Regions from separate parts of the Triticum aestivum genome. Here region 1 is linked to region 2. The links are chromatin contacts, called in public Hi-C maps. All regions are on one chromosome and are shown on one strand. Each heading gives the region's core, a stretch centred on a gene start, on an enhancer-like site or on the middle of the called end of the contact. The rest is flanking DNA. Distances are from core to core; before and after follow the strand shown. Region 1 holds the start of LOC123160357. Region 2 holds the start of LOC123160040 (endoplasmin homolog).

Region 1 (3,273 bases), core at 763-3,262, 140 kb after region 2:
TTAGCAGCCGGTTTCATGCGCAGAATGTCAGGATGCTTGACGAGGAGGTACATCATGTAATGAGACAGAGTATTAACTTCTTCAGCCATGTCCTTGTCGACCAGCTTCGATTTGACGGCGGGGTTACTGAGGAAGGTGCTTGTAGCTATATGCCAGATAACCACACTCTTCTGAAATTCGAAACTCATGCTCCAATCGAGCTGTTTGATCCGGTCGTCGATGCCCCTGAACCTACGAGCCCAGTTCCCACTTCGCATGTCCGCCTCTTCAATTTCAACCATATGAGTCTTGTCACCTTTGAGCAAGCCCCATACGAACTCCTTCGCGGCAGGTGAAAGCTTGGCATGTTTGGTGCAGCGAGCTTTGTCCCACAAGTCCTTGACCCCAATCAAACGGGCTATTGTTCCCTTGAGGCCCCTCTTGCTGCTGTGAACACAGAAGGATATGAAGTCAAATTGCCCGACGGAATTGGACCACCTTCCATCCTTGACGACGACGAGGTGGTAACGTGCAAACAGAACTGCATTGGCCAGCCACTTACATCTGTAGCGTCTCAAGATGTCATATGTCCAGGTTGACCCAATCGCCTTTAAAACAGATGTGACCTCCAGTGCGCAAGCTCCGCCCAGAAGAGCAAAAGTGATAACAATGTTGGGTGTGCTGTATCCATCTCTCTTGCTTCTTGTGAAGACCACAAGAGCGGTGAAGCAACACACAAGTGAAATGGCACGGATCCAGTGGCCACGGCTTTTGTGGATCACTTCTGCCTTGGTGTAGAGCATGTCATACATCAGGCCGAGCTGCACCTCTATTCCCTTGTACAGCTCCCCAACAGTCCTCTGCTCCTTTGCCAATGCATCTTCGCTCTCGTCGTCTTGCCATGGAAATCCTTGTACAAGACCCTTTACAAGAGCAGTTGTTTTATAATTCCAGTCTATGGACGCCTCATTCCTGTCTATGATTAAAGGCTTGACAAGTACATGGCGCAACTCGTGTGCTGTCATCACAATAAATTCATATGCTCTAAATTGTTTGTTTTTGGTGAAGCAGTCTCCACCTTTTTGGTCATCCCCCTCACGAGAAAAGGTCTTGGGGGAAAAATAGGCATAAATCCTCAGGAGAAAAGGTGTACGTCGCCTTGGGGGGTGGCGCCGCCAGAGTTCATTGTCCTCCAAGGCATACGCAGTGATGGTGTCCTGGCCGCCGAGGTGCAGCAGGAGGAATGGCGCCCAGAACGCCACTAGCTGGTGCTCGCTAGACGATTTCTTCGACACTGACGAGGACATGTGACCCAGGCCATATGTTGCAACGACATCAGCAAACAGATATACAAACCAGAGGAGGACCTTGAGAATAGAAGAGACGGTGTAGCGGCGGATCCCAGCAAAGAAAAAGAGGAGAACCTGCAGACTGAAGCTGGCGACAACAACAGTTTGGATCTCCCACTCATTCCACAGCTCCATCCAAGATTGCATCAGTGTTCCACCCATTGGTACGCCAACCTACAAGCAAGAACTAAATATAAGCATATATGCATACATATATATTCGAAATATGTCACAAGTTTGGAGAAATAGTAGTATGTATGTATGTATGTATTGTATGTATGTATCAATGAATGAATGCGTACCTGTGGATGAGCTACGTTACCCAGCATGATATGAAGGTTGATTCGGCTTACGGCAGCAAGCTATGTCGCAGAACCGCAACGAAATTGCTAGCTCCTGGAGTGAGAGCTCAAGAGAGGTAGTACTACAAGAAGAATGAACGGATCGCGTGTATGAATATACCTATATCAAACCAGTCAGATGCAGCTACTCCGTTCCGAGTCACCATACGGCCGAGTGACCCATTATTTTTCTTTATGCTGCGGGGATGCCGAGTGACCCATTATTTTTCTTTTTGGCAGGGATTTCGAGTAGCTAGTGGCCGGCTGCACAGGTAAGATAATGTCTTCTTTTGCCAAAGAGCTCAGTCTCCCACGCGAGCACGCAGCGTGCTGCTGCATCCGACAACAAGTGCGCGGGTTCCAACACTTGTCCATTACACGAGGAACGTACATGCTGGCTCGCTTTTGCCATTCAAATGAGACAGAAGACAAGTGCGGGACAACATGTGACCACGTGATCGACCACTTCTCTCTCAAGACCCACGCTCACATGTGTTTTCTTTTGATGTTGGATTTATTTTTTCTGAAGATGAAATTCCAAAAGTTTTGAAATTTTTGAAATTTTGGAAGTTTCACATTTCTCAAACTTGCCTTCTTCTGGAAGTTCAAATTTCTAAAAGTTCCAAGTTTTCAAAAGTTTTGAACTAAAACTTTTCCAGTGCAACTAGGAGATAAGTCTAAGTTGCATTTTTCGGAATCAACTTGGGCATAAGAAAATCTCCTAAAACCACTGTAGGCTTTTTTTTTGTCCCGCCAAAATAAGTTTTGTACATCTTTGAACTATCAAAATTTTACCTCATTAAATTGTATGGATGTTTTCTTTCTCTGAGTTACTTTATGTGAGAACTGCTGGAGATTTGGTTAGCTTTACAGTCTTGTTTTGATTTAGAGCACCAATGCAGAAAAAAGATGGTGCAGTTTTTATGTAAAAACACTAGGAATTTCGTGTGACAAACATAAAAAGAGAAATTTCTAGGCAGATTTTATCTAAAAAGCGCTAGGCATGTGAAAGTTATTACAGCTTGAGTGTGCAATTTTTTCTTTGTACGTTATGTATGGAGTGACTGTATTTGAGAAAAAAAAGTCAAAAACCAAACAACCTAGAGACAACCCAAAGTGCCATGCAGGGCTGTTTAAATTGTTTGCATCTTACCCTCTCATGGGTCTAAAATTTACGATATGCTCATTGTCGTGGTCGACATGTACGTATGATCCATCATATTCCAGTAGAAACAAGATAACAAAGGTGACATACAAGAATGAAAATAGAGGACATCTACACATGACAGATGAGTTCAATTTGTTTCAAAAAGGGATCTCGATCCTACTGATACATCCATATTCTATGGCGTGTAAGTTTTTTTTCTTTTCTTTTGAGGGGTTCGATGGTGCGCAAGTTGATTGAGATGCTCAATCATGAAGAAAAATGGATAAAGAAAATTCATCCATCAAAAGTCGGGTTTTTAAATGTTAGCATTAAAGATAAGACATCAAAAGTCGGGCTGTGTCAGGTGTGCATATATACTACTCCTACTACGTACTCCAACTATTTCTAACGGCAACTTGATTATGGACTGTGGGTGTGGAATGTGATATGCATTGTC
Region 2 (3,746 bases), core at 1,145-3,644:
TAATGTTTCAAATACAACTATTGGACAGAAAGACCTATGGATGGCTACCTTCAGGTATAATTCAGGTCCACTGGGTCTAAGTAGAAATACAGCAAGAATTTAACAAAAGTAAACTGCACTAACAACAAGAAGACATGATAATATGGTGATACCTTCAGCTTGCCTTCTTCCAAGTACTCCTTAGCCTCATCACGGAGATGCAGTTTGATCTCAGTTCCACGGCCCAGGGGTTCATTCCATGTATCCTCAGAAATAGCGAATGATCCATCAGCTTTGGACTCCCACACATACCTATCAGAGAGGAATACAATGTCACAACAGCAACAAGAAAATGGCATAGAGAAAGGCAAGGAATGAACCAAAAGGACAAGGCAGCGGCACTGTGCCAAAGGCATGGGCATTGGTCAGTGTCTTACTGTTTGTCATCATTGTGCTTGCTGACCACCTCAACATAGTCAGCAACCAAGTATACTGAGTAGAAACCAACACCAAACTGCCCAATGAGATTGAGGTCACCTCCAGTCTGCATCTTTTCCACGAAAGCTGCAAAAGGTGCAAGCAATTAATGTTATTTACGGGCACATTTCAAAGTTACATATATGTTGGACGGTATTTGGTGCAATATTCCACACCAACAAATAAATAAATAATGCTGAATTTGCACTTGAAGTTTCAAATATTTTAGAGCAGAGCAATCGGTAGAAAACAACAGTACCTGAAGTTCCAGACTTGGCAATGGTTCCAAGGTTCTTAATCAGATCTTCCTTGGTCATACCAACACCCCTATCCCGAATAGAGAGAATCTTGTTCTCCTTATCCAACTTAATCTGCATGTGGACAACGAAATGCCTTACCAACCAATTCAAAAAGGAATGACGTGGCAATCAGGAAAGGCTATCAGCTCTGCAGTTCACCATACCTGGATTTCAAGCTTAGCAGTGTCACCCTCGCCCAAAGCCTCCTTATCAGTGAGGGTAAGGAACCTAATCTTATCCAAAGCCTACAAACATAAAGGCACCACCCTTTAGTTCCCATCATCCACAATGCAATCTAAATACAGGGGGTCAGAATCAAATGCAATAATACATACATCAGATGCATTGGAAATGAGCTCCCTCAGGAAGATGTCCTTGTTGCTGTAGAGTGAGTTGATGATGATGTCCATGAGCCTGGAGACCTCGGCCTGGAACTCAAACTTCTCGGCCGAGTTCCTGAGGGTCTTCCTCGAGATCGACTCGGACTCCCTTCGCACATCAAAGTCATGATATCAGCACAGAATGTCAACGGCATGAAATTGGAACCATCAGCGTTGGTCAGGCATTAGTGCGCACCTCTGGACAACCTCGGAGTCGGTGGACAAGCCATGGGGGACGGCCCCAAGCTTCTCCTCTACCTTGGGAAAGTCGCCCACCTCGTCGCTGCTCTCCTCGGCATTGACTTGGAGCTTCTTAGCTGCAGGCACATCGAGGATCAGGCAAACAACTCGAATATGGAGTACTGATGTACAGCAGATAGGTACAGGTGTTTGAATTCACTAAGAGTGTGGTAGAGAACTAGATCAGTAGCAAGCAGCACTAGGTTTCCGCTAAGTAAACGCTAGATTGGTGCACAAATCTAGCGAGTTACTGGACTAAACCCTATTTAAACCCCACGACTTAATTAGCAGCATAATTTGGCTGAAAATTTAATAACACACGACGGATCTAAGAACGAAGTAAGCCAGTAATGCCGAACACGGAACAAACCCCTGCGGCCCTGCCACCACACCAGATCGGGGTGGCCGCGAGCCCGCATCGGGACAGAGCCAGTAATTCAGATGCGAGATCTACAGCGGAAACTGGACTAAAATTTACCACCATAGATGGCGCCCGGTGGCACTAGCCTCTACACGAACGGATCAAACAACCGGAACAAATTCCATCTGGACTTCCTACTGGGAATTAAGCGGGATTCAAGCATCAGATGGGAGCGCCGCCGCGAAAATCAAGCGGCCACGCGGGCTGCAGAACTGATAAGCCACCTCCTGCGGCCAAATCTACGCGCGCTGCCTCGAACCCAACAGATCACGAGCTACCACCTAAATTCGCCGGCCAGCGGCACAAATCACCCGAAAAAAACAGGAGGGAAGAGAGCTATAGCGGCGGCGGCGAGGGAGGGGGAGGGGGGCTTGCCTGGATCGGGGAGCGTGGTGAGGAGGAGGACGAGGAGGAGCGCGCAGGAGAGCGCCCACTTGCGCATCGTCGCCGGCCGCCGCTTCACTCTGCAACCAAAACTGGGTGAGCTCGTCGTCGCCTTCGTCTTGGCTTCGGGGCCGGCGAGATGCGCGACCCATTTAAACGGGCGAGGAGGAGACCCCGCACGCCCGGTCCGCGCGGGCGGGATGGCGCCACGCGGACGGGCGGACGGCCGCGATGTGGCTCCGGCCACGCGGCGGGCCGTCAGTGGTTGGCGCGGGGGAGCTCGACGTGGAGCGCGTGCCCCGGCCGTCCGTCGGGGCGAGCTGGAGGATCGGACGGGCGGGGGTCTCGTGTGGGTGTTGAAGGGGGCGGACACGTGGCGGGGCGGGATTGGTGCGGGACGGGTCGTCGACGTCGACGACACGCGATGCGCTAGAAAGTTCGCCGCGGCTCAGTGGAGTGGATATCATTCGTTCGCGGGGTGGACTCGTGGTGGGCCAAGGGCCGTGATGGGTGCGTTTGGGCTGGCCTGGTCAGTCAACTGGGTGTTGACTCGTCGCCGTGGGATGGACGTCAGAGTTAAAGTTACTGGGCTTTCGGGCTGGCTGGGCCATTAGCACCGGCTCAGCCCAACGAGAAGCACAACTCCTCCAGTGATACGATCCTCAAATAAAAAAAAACACGTCCAGTGATACTGACAGAGAGCTAGAGAATGGCGATAGAGCGGACGAGCTCGCCCGCTCCCGCTATGCGTGCCAATGGGACAGTGACGCGTTTGTACGTGTAATGAATGCGACCATAGAGAGTAGAACGGATGCGCAACGCCCAACAGTAGTATACGGTGACGGAGCCGTCTGATCTGACGCGCATTGATGGTACACAAGTCATATGTTTCGTTGGTGAAAACAAAGACACTGACCAAGATAAATATTAGCCATGTCTTCCCTGCTAAATGCCTGAATTGGAATCCATCGTTTGTACTAACTGGTAGAACTCATCCGGAAGTATGGCGGTGATCACAAAAATAAAGCAGCGGGGCTACAAAACAAAACAAAAAATCCTTCATGTGAGATACATAAAAAAACGCTGGAAATTCAGAGTTCGGCATTCGAAAAAGTGGAAGAATTCAGGGGGAAAATTTCATAAAAGATACAACAACAACAACAACAACAACAACAAAGTCTTTAGTCCCAAACAAGTTGGGGTAGGCTAGAGGTGAAACCCATAAGATCTCGCAACCAACTCATGGCTCTGGCACATAGATAGCAAGCTTCCACGCACCCCTGTCCATAGCTAGCTCTTTGTCGATACTCCAATCCTTCAGGTCTCTCTTAACGGACTCCTCCCATGTCAAATTCGGTCGACCCCGCCCTCTCTTGACATTCTCCGCACGCTTTAGCCGTCCGCATTGCCCATAAAAGATACAAAAACATTACAAATACAATTCATGAAAAAAGAAGACAAAAGAATCTGTGCACATTTATATATGTAACAACAAACAGAAAAAATCGACCGTTGCTATTTTCAGCTTTGTGCGAGTGGTATTTGACGGGATTTAGCCTTAACCAT

What was found. Hi-C and Micro-C count contacts between places; a contact is called where the count stands out from the background.
Region 1: a contact with region 2 is called in a Hi-C map of leaf, with 4 times the contacts expected there. The contact joins the promoter of LOC123160357 here to the promoter of LOC123160040 in region 2. A contact is called at or near these places in 2 of 5 Hi-C or Micro-C datasets (leaf and an unstated tissue) and 1 of 1 datasets of contacts at active chromatin or transcription factors (leaf).

The regions. Positions count from the first base shown.
Region 1 is chr7B:719,530,024-719,533,296 of IWGSC CS RefSeq v2.1, forward strand. LOC123160357 reads right to left here and starts at 2,013. Exons shown (of 2, transcript XM_044578166.1): 1 at 1,631-2,013; 2 at 1-1,502. The coding sequence starts at 1,657.
Region 2 is chr7B:719,394,463-719,398,208 of IWGSC CS RefSeq v2.1, forward strand. It overlaps LOC123160040 (endoplasmin homolog), which reads right to left and starts at 2,395. Exons shown (of 15, transcript XM_044577866.1): 1 at 2,172-2,395; 2 at 1,332-1,452; 3 at 1,091-1,244; 4 at 920-1,000; 5 at 716-827; 6 at 417-543; 7 at 153-291. The coding sequence starts at 2,238.